Linked DNA regions of Mus musculus: region 2 is linked to region 1. Evidence: chromatin contacts called from public HiChIP or PLAC-seq data. All regions are on one chromosome and are shown on one strand. The core of a region is the stretch at or near the end of the contact, and the rest is flanking DNA. Distances in the headings are between cores, read along the strand shown.

Evidence for each region. HiChIP or PLAC-seq counts read pairs in DNA pulled down with a chosen protein or histone mark.
Region 2: an HNF4G HiChIP or PLAC-seq map of pancreatic cancer cells shows a contact between it and region 1. The contact joins two enhancer-like sites. A contact is called at or near these places in 2 of 15 datasets of contacts at CTCF or cohesin (the G1E-ER4 cell line and pro-B cells), 6 of 484 Hi-C or Micro-C datasets (the G1E-ER4 cell line, the HL-1 cell line, centrocytes and 2 more), 4 of 115 datasets of contacts at active chromatin or transcription factors (the HPC-7 cell line, embryonic stem cells and pancreatic cancer cells) and 2 of 9 other capture datasets (adipose tissue and liver).

Annotation. Positions count from the first base shown.
Region 1 is chr6:115,714,727-115,721,578 of GRCm38.p6, reverse strand. No RefSeq gene overlaps it. Among named protein-coding and RNA genes, the nearest start is that of Gm24008, 5.7 kb to the left of the region's middle. Within about 2 kb of position 3,703, at least 261 of the 459 cell types and tissues checked have an H3K27ac peak or open chromatin away from gene starts, as enhancers often do. A contact at or near this core is called in centrocytes and pancreatic cancer cells, where this site is marked.
Region 2 is chr6:115,820,533-115,827,384 of GRCm38.p6, reverse strand. It overlaps Efcab12 (EF-hand calcium binding domain 12), which reads left to right. Exons shown (of 9, transcript NM_001110506.1): 2 at 3,674-4,128; 3 at 5,083-5,268. Among named protein-coding and RNA genes, the nearest start is that of Efcab12, 14 kb to the left of the region's middle. Within about 2 kb of position 3,379, at least 116 of the 459 cell types and tissues checked have an H3K27ac peak or open chromatin away from gene starts, as enhancers often do. A contact at or near this core is called in centrocytes and pancreatic cancer cells, where this site is marked.

The sequences.
Region 1 (6,852 bases), core at 2,454-4,953:
GATATGGAAGTGTAAGCTGAATAAGCCATTTCCAGGGAGGTGTTTTTGATCAAGGTGTTCTGTCATACAGTTAGAAACCCTAAGACACACAGCAAATAAAAAATTTTAAACTAAATAAAGCTGTCATGGCAGTGTGGGCCTGTGATTTCTGGGAAGTCAGGGGCAGGCAGATCTTTGTGAGTTCTAGGGCTATATCAAGAGACCCTGTCAGAGACAAACTGAAAATGTAGAAAGCAAGAAAGGAGGATGCCCTGCCTCTAGCCTGTACATACAGCACACACAGACACCTCCACAGAAGCACACATGTGTAAACCAAACCAACCAAACACCAAAGAAACAAAAACCCCACGAAGAAGAACAACAAAAATTAATAAGCACCTTTTGTTTTGTTTTGTTTTGTTTTGTTTTGTTGAGACAGGGTTTCTCTGTGTAGCCCTGGATGTCCTGGAACTCACTCTGTAGACCAGGCTGGTCTCGAATTCAGAAATCTGCCTGCCTCTGCCTCCCAAGTGCTAGGGTTAAAGGTGTGCGCCACCACCGCCCAGCATAAGCACCTTTTTTGAGACTAGGTCTCACCATGAGCACCAGGCTGGCCTCTAACTCACAGAGATCTGCTTGTCTCTGCCTCCAGAGTATGGGAGTACCACACTTGACAAATTAATTTTTATGAACTTAAACAATGTTCCTTGATTCATTTTTTTTGTTTCTGCTTGTTCATTTGTTTTTGTGCGTAAGTTTTCCTTTTCTTTTCAGAGCCGATGACTGAATCCGGGTCCTTGTACCTGCTAGGCAATTGCTCTGTCACTGAGCTAAACTTCCACCTCTTGATAGACATTTCAGTTCAGATGAAAGTCAGACAACTGACAAATGTGTGAAGGCATGCTGTGGGGGTTTGAATAGGCTTGGCCCCTATAGACTCATGTATTTGAATGCTCGGTCATAGTGAGTGGCACTATCAGGAGGTGTGGCCTTGTTGGAGGAAGTATGTCACTGTGGGGGTGGGGGTTTTGAGGTTATATATGCTCAAGCTCAGCCCAGTGTGGAAGACAGTCTTTTTGCTGCCTTCAGATCAAGATGCAGAACTCTCCAGCTCCTCCAGCACCAGGTCTGCCTGAACCCTGCCATGCTTCCCACCATGATGATAATGGACTAAACCTCTGAAACTGTAAGCCAGCTCCAATTGCCTTGGTCATGGTGTCTCTTCACAACAATAAAACTCGAAGACACATACTTAATATACTGTATTATATGGAATCATTAAAATGACCATGGGCTACACACCCTCAAGAGAGGTGACAATTACTATCTGGTGATACAAAATGTTGCTGAGTGGAGCAGTGGGAATGAACAGTGTGCTGGGCAGGATCAGCCAGGCATTTGTTCAGCCACTCTGGAAAACTCTCTGGCATTATCTAGTACAGCCAGCCAGAGATACACTGTCTAGGTATACCTAGATACACTGTCACATCGATACCCAAGAGAGAAGCACAGCCTCATGCAACAGAGCATAAGGGAAGACAGAAGACTCGAAGCAGCGCTGTGCAAGACAGCCCCAATCTGAAAGTAGTCCAAATGTCCCTGAGCAGAATGAAATTATTGTATAGTCATGTACTGAAATATTATACAGCAGTGCCAGCGAGATGACTTAGCAGGTAAGAGAGCTTAGCACCCAGGCCTAGCAAAACTGAATTCCATCCCCAGGAACCACACGGTGGGAGGAGAGAAACAATTCCGTGGCATAGCCCTCTGACCTCCATGTCTACGCTGTGGCGTGGACAGCTGAATCCCCACATCATACATTCACATACTAATTATTAATTTTAAAAGAAAATGAGAAAGCACATTTTCATGTAATAGCATTGATGAACCTCACAAACATAGTGTGATAGATCATTTTAATTTTTTAAAATTATGTGTGTGTCTGTGTGGAAGTATGTATACATGAGTGCCCGGTACCTTCAGAAGTCAGAAGAGGGTGTCAGATCCCCTGGGACTGGAGTTCCTGGCAGTAGTGAGCAAACCACCCAGTGGGTGCTGAGGATTGAACTCTGGGCCTCTGCAAGATCCGTAATCACTCTCAATGGCCGAGCCTTCTCTCCAGTGCCCATAAACATTAGATTGAATGAAATGTGTGACTTTATTTACACAAACTTCCCATTTTTAAATATGTATTCTGATAATTAAGCACAAAGCAAAAAGAATGCAGGCACAGCCCTGCAGATCCGGGAGATGTATGATTTCCTGGGCAGTCAATGTCTGATTGAATAAGGGAGTGGCAAAGTCCTCTGTCTTTGTTTTTTGTTTGTTTGTTTAGTTTAGTTTTTCTAGACAGGGTTTCTCTGTAACAAAGCCCTGGCTGTCCTGGACTCGATTTATAGACTAGGCTGCTGCCCTTGAACTGACAGAGACCCACCTGTCTCTGCCTCTGCCTCTGCCTCTGCCTCTGCCTCTGCCTCTGCCTCCTCTGCCTCTGCCTCTGCCTCTGCCTCTGCCTCTGCCTCTGCCTCTGCCTCTGCCTCTGCCTCTGCCTCTGCCTCTGCCTCTGCCTCTGCCTCTGCCTCTGCCTCTGCCTCTGCCTCTGCCTCCCAAGGGCCACCAAGCCCCTCTCATTTCTTTAGTTTTTAAGATACAGAATCTACAGGTAGCACAGGTTGTCCTCAGACTCAAATCCTCTTGTCTCTGAAAACTGAGTGCTGGGATTAAAGGCATGCCAGACTTCTGGATACTTTTCTACGTATTCCATGATAAAAATTAAGTAGAGAGATGAGTTAGTGATTAAGTGTGCATGTTGCTCTTCCAGGGAACCCGGGTTCTGTTCCCCACACCTACATTGAGCTGCTCACAGTGACCTGCAACTCCAGTTCCAGGAAGATCCAACATGTGTGGTCTCTGAGGCCGCCTGCATCCACATGTACACGCGCGCCCATGTGTGTGTGTGTGACAGAGAGGGAAAGTCAGAGAAGGAAAGAAACAGAGGGAGAAAAGGGAGAGAGAGAGAGAGAGAGAGAGAGAGAGAGAGAGAGAGAGAGAGAGAGAGAGAGAGAGGAGGGAAGTGGAGGGAAGTGGAGGGAGTAAGTTTGAAACCATGAACTTTGCTCTTCTGGACACAAGAGGGGGTGCTAACCGGTGACCAGCTAAGGAAACCAGGTTTCCTAGCAACAGAGAAAAACATTGAGCAGGAAGTTTCTAAGATTCAGTCGATGGATTTCAGCTCTGCACCTGCTTGGGGCAAGGCTCGCTCCTGGCACCTGGAGCCTTCTGTTGAGTCTTGAGCGTCCTTGACCTTTTGTGGGAAAGTGGAGTACTCCTGAACACGAGGTCAGATCGGCAGGGCTGGGGTGCTGAGCCCTGGATCGCCTTTCTTCCCTGATCTTTTCCGTAGGACTCCAAACCCCCTGGTGTTTCCCTCAAATGAAGAGGCAATTAAGGCATGGGAAGGAGGGAGTTTGCCTGGAGCATGCTGAGACTTCAGGTTGTAAAAACAGAAAGATTTGGGTTGCAATGACCATTCTTAGGTTTGTTATTTTAACAGATAAGTATTGGGTAAATAAGTATTAGGCAAATCCTGTGGAATAGTAATAACACAGGAAGAATCCACTGTGAAGCGGCTGGGCTGGGGCTCCGTGGTAGAATGTGCGGGGCGTTGCTGCCCGGATCTTGGCTGGCCCTGTGGCACTAGCAGGAGGTGCTGAGACCTTTAAGAGGCGGGGCTTACCTGAATAGCTGTGAGATCATTGGGTGCACGTCCTCAAAGGGACTGGTTGGACCAGTCTTTGTGTGTGATAGACTTACTGGGGAGACACAACACACACACACACACACACACACACACACATCTGTTCTCTCAGAAAGGGAACCAGTCTTTGTGTGTGATAGACTTCCTGGGGAGACAAACACACACACACACACACACACACACACACACACACACACACACACACACACATCTGTTCTCTCAGAAAGGGAACCAACCCCATGACAGAACCAAGAAACATCCACACCAAGGTCCAACTTGGTTAAACTAGTGAGATTTTATTGGTCTGCTAACAGGAGTGTGGGTGAGGGGTTATTTACAGTACCAGGTGTGGCTCAAAAACAGCTGCATCACCAAAAAGCCCCAAACAGAGTGACGACTCACAAAAGCAGCAACCCTGAAGCGCTCTGTACACCATGCAGGCAGCTGACAGATCCAAGATATCTCCTCTCTGCAGCTGGGCTGCTCAGAGTCTGTTCCAACAGCTGTTTATTCCTTCTGGAAAGCTGGAGAAAGACCTTCCAGATTCTCGCAAGTTTCTGCTTTCCCAGAAGGTGACCTCTTGTTTACCTCCGTGATCTCCCAAGGGCCCCTGACCCTGGAAGGAAAGTTTGGATTCCGTGGACTCTGCCGCCCAGCTCCAGCCCTCTCCTGCCTCTCTTGCACTCACTCGGCAACCGGCCTCCTTTGGCTCCAGCTTCCATGTTTGTCCTCACCACAAACCCAAATGTCTGAAGCCATGAGCCAGAACGAAGCTTTCCTCTTTTTAATTTGGTTCTCTACAGAACTGTCAAAGAAGCAGAAATCTGGCTAACAAATGGAGAAAGAAATTGAGAAATGGATCACAGTTAAACTCCTGCACAGGGTACTCAGCACACACACCGTACAGTTCAGAGCAGCCTGCAACGCCAGCTACAGAGAGCCAAAGCACATTTCTGGCCTCTGAGGGGATCTTTTGGATGCCCACTGTTAGCATTCTGTCTAAGCTCTGCCCCACAGTTACCTGGATTGCCAGGTATGTCTGACACTCTATAAAGGGGGCTGCTTGCCCCCTCCTTTCTCTCTTGCTCTCTCTTGCTCTTGCCTTCCTGCTCCTGCTCAGTCCTCCTCATGGCCAGTCTCTACTCCCCTCCTCTCCTCCTCTCCCCTCCCCTCCCCTCTCTCTCTGCCTTTCTCCACCTCTACTACCCTAACTCCCTTCCCCATATCCTGAATAAACTCTTTTCTATACTATGGTGCTATAGCTGGTCCCTCAGGAGGAAGGGATGCCTCAGCATGGGCCCTGCGATGGCTCCTTCCCCCACACCTCACCACACAGCCATAAAACATATCCCCCCTCTTTATCTTTTAATAAACACATCACCACTACATGCATGTCTCCATTTCCCTACATGCTGATCTACATGTAATTAACAACAAAATAAGTCTGTAAGAGAAAGAGGAAAAAAATAACACCGGAGATGCATGGAGACTAAACAGGATGACATGCAAATGTCTTCCCCAATCCAATGTATAAAAGAAATATTTAAAACCATATTTTAATTTATTTTATATTTTGAGACAGCGTCTTACTTTGTAGCTCTGACTGGCTTGGGACACACTGTATAGACCAGGCTGGCCTTGAATTCACAAAGACCTGCCTGCTCTGTCTCCTGAGTGCTGGGATTAAAGGTATGCCCAACCTATCATCATTTTTATTCTTATTTTAAAAGCTTATTTTTTTAAAGGTATGAAGCTGTTTATTGTCTCTAATAACCAGATAAATTAATGTTAAAACTTTGGGGAGGGAGTAATTTCTCTAGCAAGTGAAGAAAACCACTTTAAATAAGAGCTTGCTGTTAGGGAGGAACTTACAATTGTGTTGGGGCCTCACTCTGAGAAAGCAGTCTGGCTGCCACTAGCAGGAGCCATAGAATGGCTCTCCTAGACAGTGTGGTGATGTGTACCTGTAATCCCAGCACTTGGTAGGTGTAGACAAGACGCAGAAGTTCAAGGCTACCCTTAGCATCAAATCAAGTTTGAAGTCCGTTGGACTTGCAGGCGATCCTATCTCCAGACGTCCTTCTGTGATCCAGCAACTGTGCTTCAGACATAATTGGAAATGTGGCAAAAGGTACACATGACAATATTGATGCCAGTTTTCTTTATGATGTCCCCTGACCTGAAGCAGAGAGGGAGTCAGAGAGAGAGAGAGAGACTGAGAGACAGAGACAGAGAGACAGAGATGTGGGACTCCAGAGTCAACTACCTTGGACCCATGGGGGCTCACAGACTAAACTATCAACCAAACAGCATGCAAGTGCTGAACCAGGACCCATACACATTTGTAGCAGAAATGCACCGAGGTCTTCATGCGGGTCCCCTAACAATCAGAGAGGAGGCTGTCTCTGGCTGTTGCCTACCACTGGATGTCCTTCCTGCTAATGGACTGCCTGGTTGGGTCTCAGTGGCACACCATGTGCTTAGGGCCTACTGGGACAGGATATCCCAGGGTGGGGTGGTACCCAATGGGGGTTTCCCCTTTTCTGAGAAGGAGATGGGCTAGTGGGGGAAGGGATTTGGAAGGGTGGGACTGGGAGGAGGGGTGGGGCTCAAGATCAATATGTAAAGTGAGTAAATAAGAGAATTAAAAAAAGAGAGAGAGAGAGAGAGTCCATACTGATCTTGTGGAACCAGAATTCAGTTCCCAGAAGCCACGTTGGGCCCGCTCATGAGTTCCTCTAACTCCAGCTCAGGGAGTTCCAACAGGGCCTCTGTGGGCACCTGCATACATGTGGCACGCGCAGAGATACATACATAAAAATCCGTCTTTTTACGTTATCCTGGGGCCTGGGGATGTGGTTTGTGGACAAAGCGCTTGCCTAGCATTCATGAAGCTCTGGGTTTAATTCCCAGCACCATGTGGCAGGCAGCTCATGACCCTCCCCACCTCTCTAGCTCCAGGGGATCTGACATTCGCTTCTGACCTCTGTGAGCACCAAGAATTTACGCGGCACAGGTAAAAAATTCATATACATAAAAAATCTTTAAAAAAAATTAAAAATCTGCTCTTGCTCTGTCTCCTTGCCCCCCCCATGCTCATAACTGGCCTCTCTCTC
Region 2 (6,852 bases), core at 2,130-4,629, 110 kb before region 1:
AAACCTGTTTTTCCCTTTTCTAATAAGGTAGCTGTTTTAGGATCAATCTATAAGCCAATAAGTAGATCCCTTTAAGATACTATAAAGCATTTATTAAACTCTTTGACATTAAAATATTAGATTTTGAAAATAAAGGTAAGACTTAAATAGTGTGCATGGGAATGCACTAAATAGTATGCACGGAGATACAATTTCTCTCTTTTTTGTCTTTTAAGAAGTTAAAGTTTTAAAATTTTACAATACCTAAACCTTTGAATTAATAACTAGTTGACAAAACATTTTAAATACTTGGCTGTAAAGGGGCAGTGACTAATTGCACTTTTAATCAATTTTTTTAAGGAGCAGTTGTAACTAGAAGGCTTGTAAAGTTATTAAGAGTTACATGTGCATAATTTATTTATTAACTAGAAATATGCATAAGCAATTGTAAATTTGAGAATTAATAGTATCTGAGGGATGAACAATTTAAGCAATTGCGAGCTCAGAGATATGGCATTGACTATTAATATACAAATTAAGGTTTGATTGTTCAGCATTTTAAAACACCATCTACAGCACACAACTAGATCATCTGTGCTGGAACAGGGGAAACTGTGTCTTAAGACTCCGCCCCACAGAAGCTAGTTGGGCCCACGTGGGCCAACGATCGGCTGGGAGGATGAGAAAAATGACTTTACAATAATGTTTTCTTTTTGGCCAAAGAATTGTTTTGGGCACAACCAATTTTTAATTACCAATTAATAACAATTATAAAAGCTTTATTTTTTGTAGAAACTTTTGTAGTAAACTAAAACCCTAAGTAATAAAAGGATATTGTCTCTGAATCTTTTGGGTGAGAGCAAGGATTTAAGGTAAACTTCAAGAAGCATTAGTTAATAAAATACTTTTCACTTAGGAAACAATATACACTGAAAGATTAAAAATCTTGGCTTCTTGTATAGAAGCAGAAACAATAACAATTTTTTCTTACATAATGTAAAGTTACATTAGCCATACCTAGAGGCAAAATTTTCTAGTGATTACAGTTCACTAGAAGCAAAACTCTTTGAATTTAAGCATTATTTTAAACATCTGAATAGATCTGCAACACTGTTAAAAAGAATTTCTCTTGAACACCGGGAAAAATCTTTCTCAGGCACTGTTTGCAAAACAAAAGAAAGGCCACAAGCTGCTCTGGGGCTGCCCAGAGCCCTGCATTGACTCAAACGTAAAATACTTTTTAATCTGAGCATCCTGGCCCTCTTGTAATAAGGACCGATTCTAGAGAAACAATATAACTGTCTACGCCTCCAAATTTTGATACTCTTTCTTAAGATGACTTACAGTTAAAACGTTCTTCACAACTTTAGTGTTGTGAAAAAATTGCCCGTACTGCAGTTTCCTGCCAGGCAGCAACTATAACCAAACTGTTTGTCTAATCTATTTACAAAGACAAACATAACTAGATAACTCTGTCACAGTTTTGTACGAAGTGAGCTGTATGAGCGCTCTCATAAGATGATTACTCTTGTAATTATCTTAATTACAGTATACAGGTGAATTAAAGATCTTAAATTTGAAGTCAAACTGCAAGCTGCAGTCAATGGAACAATAGCAGTTTTAACCATAATTTTTAAGTTTTTTGTGCAAGGTTAGGATAATACCTGTAACCTTGGGAAAGCAAAACCCAAGTTTAAAACAATTTATTATCTTTAAAATCAATATTAGAAGCATTACTATCATATTACGAAGTTTGGATGTCAATTAATACCTATGAATACCTATTAAAGCAAGCTTTAATGCTTTAATAAAGAGACATTGCTTTAAATCTTATTTTAAATTTTACTATTTAGGATACGAACCACATTAATTATTACCTAAACTAGAAATATCTTTAGAGACCCAGCCTCTTGGGCTGCCTTATGCCATGTGTCGGAAGGACTCTAAACTTGAGTTATTAAATTTAACACTAACCATCTGTAGCAATGTAACAATTATTAATCTTAACCAACAACTTATGAGCTGATTGTGAAAACACTCAGAGCACATTATCAATAAAAAAGAACCAAATGAAGCAGTTACATTTAGACCAATCAGAGAATAATAATTTTTGTAGCTACAACCATAAAAATAAAAAACACTTTACCATTGTCAAACACATTAATCATGAACCATTTACTAGCTTTTTTACTCTGAAACTTAGAGGCTGTGCACTCGCCCTTATTTCCTAAAACGAACAGTTTTTCCAGCAGGGGCCCTCTCGCCACGTGTCTGATTCCTGGCTGAAACACGTGGCTCTCGGCTTTGCAGATAAAGTTTTTTATACCATCTTTATTATCCAACACAAAACATAGAACATTCATTCATACAGACTGGACACGAACATACATGAATTGAACACGAGAACAGATTGGTGCACCGGACATTAGACAAGACACAAAAGGGAACAGAGTACTCTTGCTATAAGGCCCAGAGAGAAATTTCTCTCTGCTTTTGGGGACACTTTCCTCCCTTATGATGCATTTTTTATTAACTGGGGCAATCCGCCTATTCCTTTTAATAAACCCTTTCTTTTCTCACACCTCATGTAGCTTCGGAGAGCTACGGCCTACCGCCTATTACCCAGCTCCTCACTGCTGAACCTAAGTGAACCAGCGCTCGGGTTTAACGCTGTCTCAGCTTAGCCCATACCTTCTCCGGTATGAATTTCCCTTATCCTTTATTTTATGGAGCTCCGAACCAGCAGCGTCTCTTCCAAAAATCCTTTGCCGTTTCTCAGTCCCGCGTTGGTTCGCCAATTGTTGTGTCCGGCCAGCAGACCACAACCTGGGTTCTAGCCTGGAAAGGCATTTTGGAAACCTGGAAGAGAAGAGGGGCTAGGTGGCGAGAGAAAAGAATGTAGCCAAGACAGTTACTCTGATCAAGGCTCAAATTTTATTGTTGCGACACTAGTTATGAAGGAAGGGGGAGGGGACCCGATTCCCGCCGAATAATCTCGGGTCCAGTAGAAAGGTGCACGTGTGTGGCTCCTCAGGTTCCAGCAGTGGGCGTGGCAGAACGAATGAGCAGGAAGCTCCACCCCGAGCAAGCAGGTTTCAGGCTGGGGGAGGGGAGACTACACATGAGGGCTAGCCAATTGGAGTTAAGAGCTACCCAGATGGAACATGGCAAATTATGACTTGGTTTACTGAAGGGAACATAGATTCTAATAGCATTGAGGGGATATCTACCCGGTTCTAGTGATGATTGAGGCATTATAAATATAAAGCTTGTGTTTCTTTTATCTGGGAACAGGATAATCAAAGACAGGGTAGAAGCCCCTGCTGGAGATTGAATACTTCCTACAACAGCAGACCAGCACTTAGACCCAAGCTCTCTGGCTCAGAGCCTTTGCCCCCACCAGAGGGTGCTGTGATACCTAGGATGGTCAGACAGAATGAGGTAGATTCTTTGGAGCACATGCAGAGTGTAATAGGAATCAGACTGTAGAAAAGCCCTTGGCTTCATGTCTTCTGTTGGTGTGTGCAGGTGATGTTAGCTAACACCGTTTTCCTTACCATTGTGATGCAGTGATGCAGCCAGGCCAGGGACCAGGCACCCTGATACACAACTAGTTCCTACAACAGCCCCTTCCCTCATTTCTTCTTAGTGCTCTTCCAAAAAGGAAGTCACCCTGTAACCTTCTTCTCCCAAGGGTCCCACCACTCTTTCACCTCCATAGAAGATGACCTCGATGAAACCACCAGCAAGGTTCCTGTCTTCAAACCTGAGCTAGTCACTGCCCATTGCTTCAGGCAGTTGAAGCAGAAAGACTTCCGCCTGCCAAAGAGCCGCCGGAGGATCATCATTGTGCCTGGCACAAAGGACCAAGTGCCAGCCCGGCCCACAGTTCCGCCTGAAGCTCCCCTCCCACTCATGCCTAGCTTCAGAGTTCTGGATACTAGCGACACCCAGGAGCTACCAGTGGACAAGAAGGTCTGGCTGAATCAGAGGGCAAAGCTTCGGAGGCAGCTGGAGACATTCGGTGATGTCAAGACATGGCTGGACAATAAGCCCAACATCACATCATCAGAGTTCAGGGTTCTGTCCATGATTCGCCAGGAGCAGAAAACCCCAAAACATACCTTGATTTCAATCAGGAGAGCCAAGGTGAGAAGTCCTAATGGCCAGAAGGTGCTGAAGGCGTCAGGGTAGTTGTTGTCATTTTGTTTCCTTGGATTAGACATGACAAAGTGGTTTACCCCCATTTTACAGAGGAGCAAAACCGAGTCCCCAAAGGAAAGTGTATGAGTGATCTATTGCTGCATAACAAATACTCCAGAGTGACTTTAAAAAGAAAAGAATCAAATGACTATCATTCTATACAGCTGTGTCTGTGATTCTGGAATCTAACTAAAAGGCTTTGTCTCCATCCATATTAAGAGACTGCAGTGCAATACAGAGGACAGCCTCTGCCTCCCAAGCTTGTTCAAATGGCTTCAGTGCCTACAATAAGAAGGCTTGCTGCCCACAAAGGAAGCCTTCCAGTATGGAGAGGAGGGGAGCCAGTGCTGGTTACACCCTCGGCTCTGGTCTTGTTACTGCGTCGTAACAGGATGAGCCGCTGAGTACTGGCCGCACCATGGGAATAGAAAGAGTCCATCTTGGCAGGGGGAAAGTCAAGGACCACGTGGATGTGATTTCAAAGCACCCCGGCTGGGGCACACTAGCAGTCTGTCTTGATGATGGACACCTGTCTGCTGGCGTGGGCAGGTGATAAACCAGTGCTTGTGGGCTGATTTGAAGATCAAGGCTATCGGGTTAGGGAGAGGAGGAAGGCCACCTGTGATGTCATTGCCTAACTTGGAACCATGGTTTGTACACTAAGAATTGAAGGTCAGCCCCCCATCCTCAATAAGCCAATGAAAGTACCCTAGTAAGAACAGGGGGTAAAAATGAGATTTATTCAGTATGGCCACATTGAGAACAGGGCAAATATATGCAGTGGATCCTGACCTCCAGACCATCTTTGGGCTTCAAAGTGAGATTGAACTTTAACAAGAGGGGTAGGGATATGCACATCTAAGCAGTCCTCCTCATCTGCCCCACTCTTGCCTCTTCTAGGACAGAGCTCTCAGACATGTCCGCCTAATTGCACCACAGCTGCGGCTGCCTAAGCCCCCTGTCCTGTCTGACATGTACGCCTACCTTCGTAGTCGAAAGATCAAGATCCTAGAGATATTTAGCAAGGGGGAGCGGGGCGAGAACCAGCGCATCTCCAGGGAGGAATTTCTCATGGCTCTGAAGGCGGTAAGTATGAGCTTCCCAACGGGGCTTGGTGTATGGTCCTCCCTCCCTTCCCCAGGCTCTGCACTCCTGAGGGGCAGCCTCCTATTTGCAGAACCACACTAGGAAACATGGCACAACCCACTGTCAGTTCACAGCCTTAAAACAACCAGGCTGACCTGGAGAGATGGCTCAGGGGTTATGAGCCTGGCTGCTCTCACAGAGGACCCACACGGCCACTACCAATCACCTCTAACTCCATCCGCAAAGGATCTAACGTCCTATTCTGGCTTCCAAGTGCCCTGCACGCACATGCTGCATAGATACACATGAGGGCAGAACATTCATATACACACCCAAGATAAGCTGCATACATTCTTAACTGCTGTCCCAGCCCTCTCGCCCATAGCTGTCTCTCCAGCAGGGGCTTCATACACCAGCAAGCTCTTTACTACTGAACTATATATATCCAGACTTATACTTTCAACTAATCAATTTCCAAACATTTTTATGAAATACAATTATGTGAACATCCAAAACATTTTTTTTTCAGAGCTGAGGACTGAACCCAGGGCCTTGTGCTTGCTAGGCAACTGCTCTACCACTGAGCTAAGTCCCCAACCCTCAAAACCTTTTTTAAAAGTTAATGTCTTCAACTAATAAAACAAACAAAACAAAAGTTTAAATATTAAATCCTGGGCCAGGAGAGGTGGCTTAGCAGTTAAGAGCACTTACTGTTCTTGCAAAGGACCGAAGTTCACAGCACCCAATGACAGCGCACAATCCCCTGTACGCCAGTTCCATGGTAGCTGTCACCTTCTTTGAAACTCTGTGGATACTAGGCATGTTTGTGGTTCACTTACAGACATACAGTCAAGACACTCATACACATAAAATAAAAATAAATCTTTTTTAAAATGCTTAACTATGAAGTTCTTTCGCACCAGGGCAGTTCCGAGCTGATCCAAGGACAGCTAAGTAAGCAGTGACTGTTGTCTAAAGAGAATGGAGAGACGACTATATTCATAATCACGTTTCCTTTCAAACTTGTCTTTATGAACATTCAATGTTTGTTTCCTTTCACACTTTTCTTTATGAACATTCACTGTTTCTGGGTAAGTACAGCATACCTCCAAAGATGTCTATTGTCCTTTGTATTAGTCAGCGTTCTCTAGAGAAACAGAACTGATTTAAAAAGTATGTATGTATTGTATGTATGTATGTATGTGTGTGTGTGTGTGTGTGTGTGTATGTATGTATGTATGTATGTATGTTCAGTATTTATTAGGGCAGCTTACAGGTTATGGTCCAACTAGTCCAACAGTGGTTGTATCCAGATGGAAGGTCCAACAATCCAGTAGTTGTTCGGTCTAGATGTCTCAGCTGGTCTTCAGTATATGTTGAAATCCCAAAGGAGAAGTAGCCTTTAATGCCAGTGAAGGGATGATTTGCCAGTGAGAGTGAGGGCAGGCAGAGAAAGAGCAAAGGCTTCCGCCATCCAGTCCTTCACGTCGATTTCCGGCGAGTATACCCAGCTACTTGGGGTTTAGTTAATTCCAGATGTAGTCAGGTTGACAACCAAGAATAGCCAACATATCCTTAAAATAA